2 separate regions of the Sus scrofa genome follow, and region 1 is linked to region 2. A link is a contact called in public Hi-C data. All regions are on one chromosome and are shown on one strand. The core of a region is the stretch at or near the end of the contact, and the rest is flanking DNA. Distances in the headings are between cores, read along the strand shown. Region 1 holds the start of LOC106507705. Region 2 holds the start of TMEM266 (transmembrane protein 266).

The links. A called contact is a pair of places that touch in the nucleus more often than the background predicts.
Region 1: a contact with region 2 is called in a Hi-C map of liver, with 2.8 times the contacts expected there. The contact joins the promoter of LOC106507705 here to the promoter of TMEM266 in region 2. A contact is called at or near these places in 3 of 5 promoter capture datasets (fetal liver, liver and skeletal muscle), 23 of 47 Hi-C or Micro-C datasets (adipose tissue, brain, embryonic fibroblasts and 13 more) and 1 of 2 datasets of contacts at active chromatin or transcription factors (skeletal muscle).

Annotation. Positions count from the first base shown.
Region 1 is chr7:56,387,457-56,393,909 of Sscrofa11.1, reverse strand. It overlaps LOC106507705, which reads left to right and starts at 4,942. Exons shown (of 2, transcript XM_013989027.2): 1 at 4,942-5,089; 2 at 5,360-6,453. The coding sequence starts at 5,476. The coding sequence ends at 6,453. All of the region lies in intron 5 of TMEM266 (transmembrane protein 266), which reads right to left.
Region 2 is chr7:56,307,555-56,314,006 of Sscrofa11.1, reverse strand. TMEM266 (transmembrane protein 266) reads right to left here and starts at 2,497. Exons shown (of 11, transcript XM_021098998.1): 1 at 2,395-2,497. NRG4 (pro-neuregulin-4, membrane-bound isoform) reads left to right here and starts at 2,599. Exons shown (of 7, transcript XM_021099011.1): 1 at 2,599-2,761.

The DNA.
Region 1 (6,453 bases), core at 3,693-6,192, 77 kb before region 2:
ATCTAGAATAGTGAATCCTTTCCAGAAGGTTTTCAACTTACTCTGCCCGAATCCATCAGAGGAATCGTCTGAGGCAGATATAGCCTTACAAAATATTTTTCTTAAAGAATAAGACAGCAAAGTCAAAATTACTCCTTGATTTGTGGGCTGCAGAATGAATGTCCTGTCAACACGCGTGAAAACAACATGACTCTCCTTGTCCATCTCCATCAGATCTCTAGGGTGACCGGGAGCATTGTTGATGAACAGTAATATTTAGAAAGAAATCTTTTTTTCCCCAGCTATAGGTCTCAGCAGTGGGCTTAAATATTCAGTAAGCCATACTGTAAACAGATGTGCTAGCATCCATTCCTTATTGTTCCATTTTTAGAGCACAGGCAGAACAGATTTAGCATAAATCTTAAGGGCCCTAGGATTTCCAGAATGGCCAATGAGTTGGCTTCAGCTTAATGTCCTCAGCTGCATTAGCCCCTAACAAGAGAGTCAGCCTGTCCTTTGAGGCATGGAAGCCAGGCATTGACTTCTCGTCTCTAGCTATGAAAGTCCTAGATGGCATCTTCTTCCAACAGGAGGTTCTTTTATCTACAGCGAAGATCTGCTGTTTAGTGTAGCCACGTCCATGAGTGATCCTAGCTAGATTTTCTGGATAACTTGCTGCAGCTTCTACATCGGCTCTGGCTGCCTCACCTTGCAGTTTGATGTTACAGAGACGGCTTCTTTCCTTAAACCTCAGGAACCAACCTCTAGCTTCTAACTCTTCTTCTGCAGCTTCCTCACCTCTCTCAGCCTTCTAGAATTAGGGCCTCGCTCTAGATCAGGCTTTGGCTTAAGGGAATGTTGTGGATGCTTGGATCTTCTATCTAGACCACTATAACTTTCTCTAAATCACCAATAAGGCTGTTTCCTTTTCTTATTACTCATGTGCTCACTGGAGCAGTGCGTTTGGTTTTCTTCAAGAGCTTTTCCTCTGCATTCACAACTTGACTATTTGGTGCAAGAGGACTAGGTTTTGGTCTCTCTCTGCTTTGACATGTCTTCCTCACGGAGCTTAATCATTTCCAGATTTTGATTTAAAGGGAGCAATGTGCGACTCTTCCTTTCACTTGAACACTTGGATGCCATTGCAGGGTTATTAACTGGCCTGACTTCAACATCACATCTCAAGGAATAGAGAGGCTGAGAAGGGGGTGGGGGGAACAGCCGGTGGGAGGAGCAGCCAGAGCACACACAGCATATATCGATTGTTTGCCCTCTTATATGGGTGCGGTGCATGGCGCCCCAAAATGATTACAATCGTGACATCAAAGATCACTGATCACCATGACAAATATCACAAAAATGAAAAAGTTTGAAACATTGTGGGAATTACCAAAATATAACACAGTGACAAGAAATGAGCCAAAGCTGTTGGAAAACTGGTGCCGAAAGACTTGCTCAAGGCAGAGTTGCCACGGACCTTCAATTTGTAAAAAACACAATATTTGCAAAGTACAATGAAGCAAAGTGCAATGAAATGAGGTGTGCCTGTAGTAAGGCTTCTGTTCCTGCTCACAGCTGGGGACAAAACTTGTGCCTAAGGAAGTAAACAATGTGCTCGGAAGCTCAGAGCAGGGGAGGGTCATGCAGGCTACCTGAGGGGGTGGGGGAAGGGGGCCGCCGAGCCTTAAAGGAAGGGAAGGTCTCAGAGGGGCCTTGGCAGGTGACAGGGCCACCTCTAGCTGGTGTGGCGCCTTTGTGTAATCTGGAGAGGTGCCATTACCCTAGGACACTTGTATCTACTGGAAAACGTATGATACACTCATGTAAAAAAAACTAGACATTTGGGCGTTCCCTTGCGCAGTGGGTGAAGGATCCAGCATTGTCACTGCAGCATCTCAGGTCCCTGCTGTGGCACAGGTTCCATCCCTGGACCAAGAACTTCCACATGCAACAGGCATGGCAAAACAAACAAACACACAAACACTAGACACTTGACGCTGTCTTCCGGGAAACTGTCCCAATAACCACTGGGAGTTGAACCCCCTTTGCCGTCTACGTGGCCTGGCACAGTGGGCCTTTTGTTTTCTTTACACAGCACCCGGGAGGCCTGGCAGAGGTGTTCCAGGACAAAGGGGTCCTGGTGGTGGCAGAAAAACAGGCTTGCTCCATGGCCAGCTTGACAGGGGCAGGGCGCTGGCATGGGGTGGAGGTGGCAGGACCAGAGCTTCTAAAATCAAGTCTGATCCTTTGATGGGTCCTCTGCCCTTACCGAGCCTGCTCATTTCTTCTTCTTGCCCTTTTCAAGGCACGTTCATGATCCTATTGGCCTTGTCCTGTGAGGGGTGGGGTCACCATTATTCATGGCATGGATGGGACTTTTTGAGAGTTGGGACACAGGAGGTGAGAAGTCAAAGGACAGCCTGCGCTGTCCATGCACCCTGATTGCTCCGACCTCCCTGGAACTCAGAGAGTGAGACAGCCAATAACATCTCTCTCCTATGCACCAGCAGTGGCTTGATCCCCACCCCCGCCCCCCACAGGGTCAAGAAGACAACGCCTAAAACAGGTCCTATTCCCTCATGTTGAGGTGAGGGGAAGCTGAGGCACAGAGAGGGGCAGTGACTTGTCCAAGGCCACACAGCAACTCAGTAGCCAAACTGGCTTCCTTTTGTCAAATTCTCCTCAGACCCTGAGGTGAAGCGAATGTATCCTCAACTCTGAGAGGGTAGAGCCACAGACCAACCCTCCTGCCTTCCTTCCGTCTGCTGACTGAGGCTTGCCAGCGCCCCCTGGCAGAAAGCAACAGGCAGGAGAGGGACCCCTCACAGGTCTAGAATCTTGGGGTGGCTGCTGATGTGGAGAGAAGAGGCCCTGGCTCAGTTTGGTTTGGCAGTGGCTCTCACTTGGCTCATGGCGCAGGTAAGCCAGCAGGCCAGGCTCCTTCGAGAGCCAGCACAGCTCAGGCCAACCCTGAGAGGCAGTGCCAGGGAGAAGGAGGTGGCCCTAAAAGCCCAAGTTAAGGGAAACTCTGATCAACCGACAGGTGGATACAAGAAATGTGGTTTATCCATACAATGGAACAGGAGTCAGACATAAAAAGGGATGAGGCACGGATCCACGCCACAGTGTGGATGAACTTGAAAACACGTTATGTGAAAAGAGCCAGACACAAAAGGTCATGTATCGTATGATTCCACTTACATGAAATATCCAGAAGAGTAAAGACCATAGAAACAGCAGATGAGTGATGGGCAGTGGCTGGGGGAAAGGCGGATAGGGAGTGGCTCTTTAATGAGGACAGGGTCTCCTCTTGGGGGTCATGAACATCCTTTGGAACTAGGAAGGGGTGATGGCTGTACAACATTGTGTGTGTGCTGAATGCCACTGAGTGGAAAGCTTTAAAAGGGTCCCGTTATGTAAATTTCACCTCAAGAGCATCATCATCCTAATAAATAGGAGGAGGAAGAAGCAGCAGTTGCTGAGGCTCTAGAAGGCCAGCCTTCTCCTCTTGCAGGAAAAGACCTAAGACTCTGCATCTCTGCCCCAAGTAGGGGGCAGAACCAACAGCCCATGGTCTGCACTATGGCCCTGCTGCAGGGTGGCCCTAAGGTCTGGCCAGGCCCTAAGGCCTCACGCAGTCTTGGGAAGAGAAGCAGCTGGCCTCCACAGTGGCAAGTGGCCTCCGGGCCTGGTCTCAGCCAAGGGTGGGGTGGCACTCTGGAAACACTGGCCCCACAATTCTCTGTCTGGATTCCATAGGCTCTGCCCAATGCTGCAGGGCCCTACAGAAGCGGGGGGACCCTGCCTGACCTCCTGGGCACCCACTTCTACCTCAGGCCCCTCCAGGGCCCCTTCGGGGCCTGACTGTGGGGGCGCCTACTCTCAGGTGTTTGAGAAACACCTGCCTTGCGGCTGAACAGCTCGGCCTGTTGGAACAGATGTGCTCAACCTGAGCCTAAACCAGCCCCAGGCTTCTCTTCTTCGGGCCTAGAGCTGCCTTCCCTGGAGCCGAGCCCTGGGATGGGCAAGGACAGACTAGCGCAGCACGCACCCCGTCTGTGTTCCTGCAGCCCCAGCAGCATGCTGCTCGTCCCGAGGCTTCCGCTTCCCAACTCTCAAAATGTCCCCCCTGGTTTGGTGGCTGTCCCAAAGCTCAGTTGAGACAAGGGTGGGCTGTCTCTCAGGACGAGGTGAAAGGCTGCAGGGCGTCTGCAGTCCTTTGGGTCAGACCTTCTGAGAACTTGCCTGAGACCGTCCCCTCGCTGCCCTCCGCCCCCCGCCCTCAGTCCACAGCCATGTCCCTGGGCATTCCACTGAGAAAGAAGGGCCAGCCCCGAAGTGGGGGCAGTGGCTTCCCCATAGATGAGGAGGGTGTGCCCATCATGCTGGGTTTACGGTCAGAGGCATTGCAGGGTCTGCCTTTTTCTTTCTCAGTTCCTGGCTCAGGCCCTTCCCTGATCCTTGGTTCGCTCGCCCCCTGCGGACATCTGGGCCACAAGGGATGCAGTGGGGACAGACCAGATGACAAGTCCAGAGTCCTGGGACCAGTTTGGGTGGAAACTGAGTGACACTGGGCTACCTTCCTGGTCCCTATGGTTTCAAAGAGACACTGCTGGCATTTTCAGCAGGCGAATATGCAGACCTGCCCCATGGCTGAGGGATGCTTGGCTCCCCTGGCCCTTCCCACTAGAGCTGTCCGGATCATTGGGAGAAGCACAAACACCCACACACATTTCCAGCCCTCTGGGAAGTGGGGGTGGGGGCCTCCATGGGACTCTTTCAGCCTCTTCAGATGCTAGGAGCCCTGGCAGCCTAGCTGGGCTGCCTCTCCTGAGAACACTGTGTACCAGCCCCTCTGCTCACGCTAGGCTGGGTATGCTGGAGAAGTGGGGGCATCTCCTCTGTTAATCCCCAGGACCCCTCTGTCACTCCTCTGTTACTCCTGTTTCTCCCCCCCCCGCCCCGCCCCGCCGTGCCCCCCGCTGTCTCTGACAAGGTCTGAGGCCTCAGTCATGCTCCCCCAGCCCCCACTCTCCCCACTGAGCCTTGGGAGGCCCAGCCCCTTCCACAGCTGTGTGTGTGTGTGTGTGTGTGTGTGTGTGTGTGTGTGGTGGGTGGTGGGGGGCGGGGGGGACGTCTGAGGCCACGATTTCTCTGCACAGGGGCTTGTCTGTTTCAGGTGGCTCGTCTCCGGCAGTGACAGGAAGGGAATGCCAAATTAACGCTGGGTAATAAATTCTGCCAAGGCAATAAAACGCAAGGGGAGGGATAGATGGAAGAACCGCAGCAACTGATTAAACATTTTTGTTGGCAGTCACAGACACATGGCACATTTTCCAAGGTTTGCATCAAGGAGACATCTGGCCACGGCCTCCGTGAGTGTGTGTGTGTGTGTGTGTGTGAGGGAATCTCCTGGTGAGTGGAGACAAGGGGGCCAGGGAGGGCAGGACCCTCTGAGGGGCAGTGGGCTGGGGAGCAGGCACTATTTGGGAAGCAATGACCTCAGCGAGCAGGGTTGGGACACTTCCCAGGCGGGCAGTGCTGGGATCTGCCCCCATAGTCGGAGCCTTGGGCCTCGGCTCGCCTGCCAAATCCGTGGGCTGCACGGAAGAGGCCTGGGAAGAGAACGTTCCGTGCCTGGAGTGCTGCTGCCCAGCCCCACTGCACTCCACACTCAGACTCAGGATTCAGAACTCTGGGCCTGAGGCCCAGGCCTCCACTGAGTCTGAGAGAGAGAGCACGTGCCATGAGACGGGGTCGGAGCAGGCCTACAGGAGCACCCTGGGGCCTGACTCCTCGGGCTCCCTGATCACAAAGTCTTCTCCGAACCTCTGCCTGCATCGCTGCTCTCCCAGAGCATCCTTCCTCCTTTCATGGCCCTCCTGTGCCCTGGGACTCAGACCCCCTCTGCCTCCGGGGGATTGTCCCCTGTGCTGGTGTGAGCTGCGTGTGGGCACGCATGTGTGCATGGTCTGCACCTCCCCTACAGGCTCTGGGCTTGCCTCCTTTCTGGCTTTCTCCCCAAGCTTGCTGACCTCGCTGAGAGGCCCCACTAGGGCCCTGCACGGGCTAATTGGGACCTGTGACACACGAAGGGAGAGGGACAGTGGCCAGCTGACTTGGGCTGGTCTTCTGTTAGGAAGAGCAGGATTTCCACATAAAGCTCCCCTGTCCTTCAGAGACCTGCCCCTGCTCACGGGATCCAGCCTGGGCTTCTCAGCTTCCCCCGGAGACCCTGCCAGGAGCAGCCCTACGTCAAGGCCCCTGAAATGCAGGCCAGGGTGTCACTGTGACAGGCTGGGGGCTGCTCAGAGGATGCATCCCTCATTGGTGTCACATTGGAGGAAGTGTGTCAAGATCCTGGTTCCCACACACTTCAGACCCCGCCCCCAGAGCTATCCGCTCCCGCTCCAACCCAGTGCCCATGAGCCTCTAGGGGCTTTTTCCCCTCCTACCTCACACACAGGGAGATGA
Region 2 (6,452 bases), core at 1,248-3,747:
GAGGCAAAACAGCTACATAAATTGCTTTACTGTCAACATAGCATAATGAAAAGTAACATCATGATGTCCTAAAACACTTATATTGCACAAGAAACAAAACAGCGCTTATGGAATTTATGAGTCTTTTATTTAGGACCTAATATTATTCATCAATTTATAATTAAAGCCGTAACTTCCATGGGATATAATTTTCAAATTATCACTCATACTTACCTATACTTTTCTCACCATCACCTCAAATACATGACCTTAGAAAAAAAGTTTGTAGCTCCACTAGGTGAATTTCCCATTGATGTAACTACAGTGATTTCTAAGTCTGTGAGAACTGTTAGGAATGTGCAGCAAAATTAAAAACTTGCATTATAACAATGCACTTACAAAAAAAGATTAAATATACAACCATCGCTGAATGTACAAATTCTAAGACTTTCAAACGAATAGGCTGCTACAATCAGAGAGAGACTGAATTATGGTCCACAGCTTATATGGAGTCCTTCACCTGTTAAGGCACACACACACAAGGGTGCGTGATAGACAACGTTGTTCTTATGACTGGCAGTGAGACCAGAAGATAGTGTGCAGGCTGGCAAGAAGATTGGAGTGGGATGTTATAAGTAAAACGTGAGTGATTCATTCTACCTGATGCATATACATTTTATAGATTCAAATCTGAAGGGAAAAAAACTTTTCGAACTTAATTGCTTATTTGGGAAAGTTAAACAGAAGCACGACTTGGACCCCATTTTTATAGGCTCGGTGCCACCTTAAAAAATTCCACAGGAACGTATTCTGAAACAAGAGTTTCTCTTACTGGAAAGCCACAAAGGTTGATGTGAGATCTCTGAAATGGAAAATCAGACCCAAGTGCTCATGCAGAAGGTTTGATGTTAATGAAAATGTAGGTGGCATGGCAGCATCAGGGTTAAGGGCTACTCCTACCCCCTCCCATCTGACCCCCCAGCAATCAGATGCACTAGAGGTGGCATCCTTACTCTGTCCCTGACTGTGCGACCTTGGGCGAGTTAGCTAACCTTTCTAAGTCTTAGTCTCTTCATCTTCAGCATGGAGACAATAGGTTATGAGGATTAAATGAGATCATGCACCAAGAGCTTGTAGCTCAGTACCTGGCACATAAGAGCATTTAAGAAATATGTCCTTCTCACGATTCGATGTGGCACTCTGACTACTAATAATTACAGTCCTGCTGCTGTATCCCAACATCTTGGATAACCATTTCATTCTATGCTTCCAGCTTTTACTATTTCTTTTTTCACCACAGTATTTCAGGGTAGAAAAACAAAGAAAGAAAGGTAATCAGTTACATACATCCCACTTTTCAGCTGTTGCCTGAAGCAAAGTAAAAAGCTGCGGAAATAGGTAACATATACACTGAAGAGAAATTTACTGTGTAGGATATGATGTTACACGTGTATGGGATACAAAGTAATCATGTAATTTCAATCTATGACACATGGGGCATCAAGTCATAGGTAGGTTTTATTTTAAAAAAGACAAAAGCCAAGCAGTATTAAAGAACACAGAAGGAATCAATATGTGCCTATTGTTATCTCAGTATTAGTGACTGAAACAGGGATTGGTGGGCTAGATTACAGGGGATTTCATGGGGTCTATCTTCCAACAGGTGGCAAGCTTTAGTCATCTTCAGATGCAAAACCTTAATGAGTTTGAGTCTGCAAGTCTCTGGGATTCTGTTCAAGGCCTCCTCTCAGCAATCAAGGGAAACAATTTTCTAGGTTTAAGCTACCCTGGCAAGTTAGCAAGCAGGGAACTGTCTGCTGTAGCTTGCACCTGTCCCTAAAACGCGATTCTGGCCTGACGGTGAAAATCCACCATCCTTTCCTGACAGTCCATCCTGCTGCTGTGGCGCCTCCAGACAGATGGGGGAAGCCCACTAGGAAGTGGTCACGACCAACCAAGCCACAAATCCCTAGAGTGTGGGATTTCCACCTCAATACCACGCCTGAAAACCGAAAATAGGCGCCCGCTTGTTATACTGCAAAGGGATTCCCCTCAGCAGCAATCCCCCCACCCCCAAGCTTGCATGTTTTATTAATAAATGCAAGATGGCACACGGAGGCAAAGAATGGGAGGTAAGGCATCTGCAGCTGGACCCGAACCAGGGCAGTTTGCAAAAATAAATAAGAAGCATGTGACAAGAAGCAGATCCCCAGGCTGGAGCTGAAGACCTGGGTTGCCCCAGGCACCCTTGCCTTGCTACCCGGGCCAGCGGGGATGAAGGTCAGTGGTAAGATCCCAGCCCTCCAGGGCACGTACCCTGCAAACCCAGACCAGCCCCCACCCCTACCCCGGCCACAGGACCCTGGAAGCGAGGCAGGGGAAGCCCCGGCCACGGCTGGCTGCGGGGACACATACCTGCTGCCGGGGCTGGGGATTCGCTGGGCTCTGCAGCCGCGCTGGCCGCGGCTCGCGTTCCCGGGGCTCCCCTCTCCGCGCCCCCCCCCCGCCCCCTCGCGGCCCCGCCGCTCCCTCCGCTCCTCCGCCCACCGCGCTCGGGCGCGCGCGCGCGGCCACGCGCCAGCGGCTCGCTCGGGCCCGCGCCTGCGCCCTCACCTCCCGCCGTCTGCGCGCGCGCCCCGGCGGCTGCGGAGCGGCCGCGCGGCTGTCTAGGAAACGGCGGCCTCGGGTGGCCGGGCTGGCGGCGGGAGCCGGGCAGGGGGCGGGGGCTGGGGACTCGGCCAGCGCCAGGGCCAGAACGGAGCGCGCCGGCCTCGTGGCTTGGGTGAGGGGCTCGCGGGGCCGGGTCGCGGGGTTTGGGGTGGGGGAGGACCCCTGATAACACATGTTCGGAGAGAGGAGTGGGGTCGCGGAGGGAAAGTCTGAAGGGGAGGCCGGCGGGGCGGGGAAGCAACAAGTGTGGAGGCCGAGGGGGCCCCGCCCGGGGGACTTCGTACAAACAAGAATAGAGCCCTTCTCTGGCTTTGGTGCAGCGCTTGGCAGTTTCCAAAGCTTTTTGCCAGTCGTTCGTTACACCCGCACATGGCACGCCGTGAGGGAGCGAACGGCGGGCATTGCCCTCTGCGGTTTGAGGCGTGCAGAGGAAAACATCTCTTTCTGGCCGAGGTCGAAGCAGAGTCAGAGACCCCTGACCCTCAGGTTGTTGTCTGGGAGAAAAATACCTGTCAGGTCCTTCTTTTGACAGTCTTAGCTCAGGACCCTTGAGGGATAGTTGTTTTTCATACACCCCCCTCCCCGTTATTACCCTCTTAAAAGCCTTTTTGAATGTTTGTTCACCAAACCTGTCCCCCCTCCCCCGGAATTCTAATACCATTCATGCACTGTATAGCTACTTATGTATCGTACTTTATACATAAAAAGAGTAAGATTTCACCCCTTGTAGATAACATCGACCCGGTGGAGAACGCTTGCTTTAGGACCGCGGCTCTTGCTTAGCGGGTGGGGCAAGTGGAGTAAATGAGGACTTTAGATGCTCCCATAAATACTCTCGGTAGGTTAGAGTCCTCACAAACATACCTACAGCTTTAATGTCTGCAGGTACTGCTGTGAGCAATGCAATACAATCACTTAAGCAGCTTCTGGATTCAGAGTAGCTTTTGTTATTTGCAGCCTCAATTCATGCTAAAAGTCGAGCCATCTTCCATTAGGGCCCTGACATTTTTGTTCAGATGCTTGAAAAGATTGGAAACCCTCCTTAAACGCTAAGTTCTACCGTGAGCTTTGGCTCTGCAGGCAGCCTTGATTTCTGGTTCTCATATGTCTTATAAAATGGGACTTTGTTGTGTTCTTTGTTTTTTGGTGAGGCCTGTTTGGTCTCCCAGGAATATCTTAGTCATTCTTGCCTCTTCTCTCACCTCAGCTTTTCTAGCTAAAAGGTGGAAATTGTGAAGTTGAACAACTTCAAAACCCAGGGCACAGAACTGCCCCAGGGCCTTAGGTCATGTTTTTCTTAGATACAGGGATATCTAGATGGGGAATGTGTATCTAATTTTGGCAAGCTGGGAAATAAGTAAAATTCCTTCTTTAGGTCCTTCCTCATCTTTCAGTGTTTCTTATCCAACTCTAATGGAATTTCAGAGGAACACAAGGCCCTTGGAGGTGATATTTGTAGAAGCTAGCTAGGATGCCAGGAGATTTTTCTCTTGCATTTAATGTGGAGTGGAAAAGAGAAAGTGAGAATGAGTCAAGACAGCTTGGAAGAGTGGATGGAATGAGTGGGTATAGTTTTCTTACCGTGGGGGCAACATTTCAACAACACCTGAAAAAGTGTTAAAACAAAAACAAAAACAAAAAAGCCAATCTTGGCATGGCCTGCTCAAGCTGTTATCTACCCCATTAGCCCCTACTCAGTAGAACTCTAATGATTTGATCAAAATCTTTGAAAAGCATCCAGTTACAATGCTGGTTAAAAGAGTAGGATTTTGAAACTTGCAGACAGAGAAAATGGAATACCACTTTGGTTTACCTGAAATCTTTGTAGTCTAATACAGTTTTTGGATTCAGGTGCAATATTACTTCAAGGGAACTTTTTCCCTACAATACTGTCAATGAAGACCATCTAGAGAGAGAAAGCAAACTATGTGGAAATTGCATAGTATCATCTTTTACCTGTGTCTTTAAGTGTGTTGCTTTTTTTTTTTTTTTTTTTGTAATCAGTTCATGGTAAATGTAGGTGCAACCATTTTATGTGGTAGTGTGAAGTAAAAAATCTCAAAACATATGTAATTTATCAGCTCTATGCTGCTCCCTGGTGGTGAGCATCACTAACCCAAACTAAAATCTTCCCCCTCTTTGATAAATTCTTAGGATGTTGAAAACCCAAATCAGATGTGTAGACAAGATGCTATTCTGTATTCTTCAAACTTTTCCTGCTCTGTTTTCGAATACCCTAAGTCGTAATACCTAGAGGAGGATTATCCCTTGAGGCTGATCAATTTGGAGGAACTGTGAAGATCTCTGGCAGGCCTCCTTAGCTTTTCATAAATGTGTCTGTAAGAGTCTCTTGGGGATACTTGTTTAAAATCAAATTGCAGAGCCCCACCTGAAACCCATTAAAATCTAATCTACAGGCGAGTGGCCTGTTATTTTTATTTTTAACTGCCCCAGGTGATTCTTATCAATAGGAGAGGTTGGGGAATAGTAGACCTATAAATAGAACAGGAGTGGCTTCAGTAAATTGTAGGTGACTAGAGAGAGGGAATTTTGTGAGTGAAGAAACCCCACAGCAGAAGGAAAATAGGATCTATAAAGCCGGAGTGGAGGAAATTAACTGTAGTTTCAAGGCTTGTGTGTCACTTTCTTGCTAGATAGCTCTGCCTCTAATGTAGCTGTAATTGGCACGCTATCCCAGACCAAAATACCTTTTGAGGTAAGTCAGATTTTCTTTTCATTAAAAAAGACTGTCTTTTCAAAAGTACCAGAATCATATAATCAGAAAATTTGTGCATGTACACAGCTGCAAGATTATAAGGGGGCAGATTGGAGATTGTGTTGATCCTATGAATGTCTGAAAAAGATTGCTATCAGAGTTAGAATTTGTTCTCTTGAGGTAGCTGCTTGGAAAAGTAGAACATAGGATTTGGATGGCACATGATTTGCAAAATTTAAATAACAGCAAGAGATTTTAAGTTGTTAATGGTTATGTAAATGTTAATATTTTAAAACCTCTTCTAAAACCTCTTCTAAATGTTGATTTGTAAAGCAGCCTCACTTATTTGGAACACATAGGGAGAAAGCCAATCTGAGTTAGTGAAAAGCCTGAAAAATGGAATATGTATGTATGACTTTGTGTGATATTTAAAATTTTAAGTATACATAATAACTGCTAATAAATAGCTTTAAAAATCCTGCTGAGATAGCTTCAATGAATAAATATGATTGACTTGTAATTAGCAAAAGTTGGAGTTCCCATTGTGGCGCAGCGGAAACTAATCCCACCAGTATCAAGATGTGGGTTTGATCTCTGGCCTCGCTCAGTGGGTTGGCAGTCTGGCATTGCTGTGAGCTGTGGTGTAGTTCGAAGATTTGGCTCGGATCCTGAGTTGCTATGGCTGTGGTGTAGGCTGGCAGCTGCAGCTCCCATTCGACTCCTAGCCTAGGAACTTCCATATGCCATGGGTGCGGCCCTAAAAAGACAAAAAAAAAAAAAAAAAAAAGGAAAAAAATGTAATTAGAAAAACTCATGAGCCTGCAGTCTATGTGAATAAAACAAAGCACAGGAAAAAAAAAAGTCGTGGCTCAGTGGTAACTAGCCCAACTAGTATCCCTGAGAACACAGGCTTGATCCCTGGCCTTGTTCAGCGGGTTAAGGATCTGGCATTGCTGTGAGCTGTTCAAGGCTCAAATCCCTGAGTTGCTGGGCCTGTGGGGTAGGTTGGCAGCTGCAGCTCAGATTCGGCCCCTAGCCTGGGAACTTCATATGCCACAGTTTTGCTCCCCCTACACCAAAAAAAAAA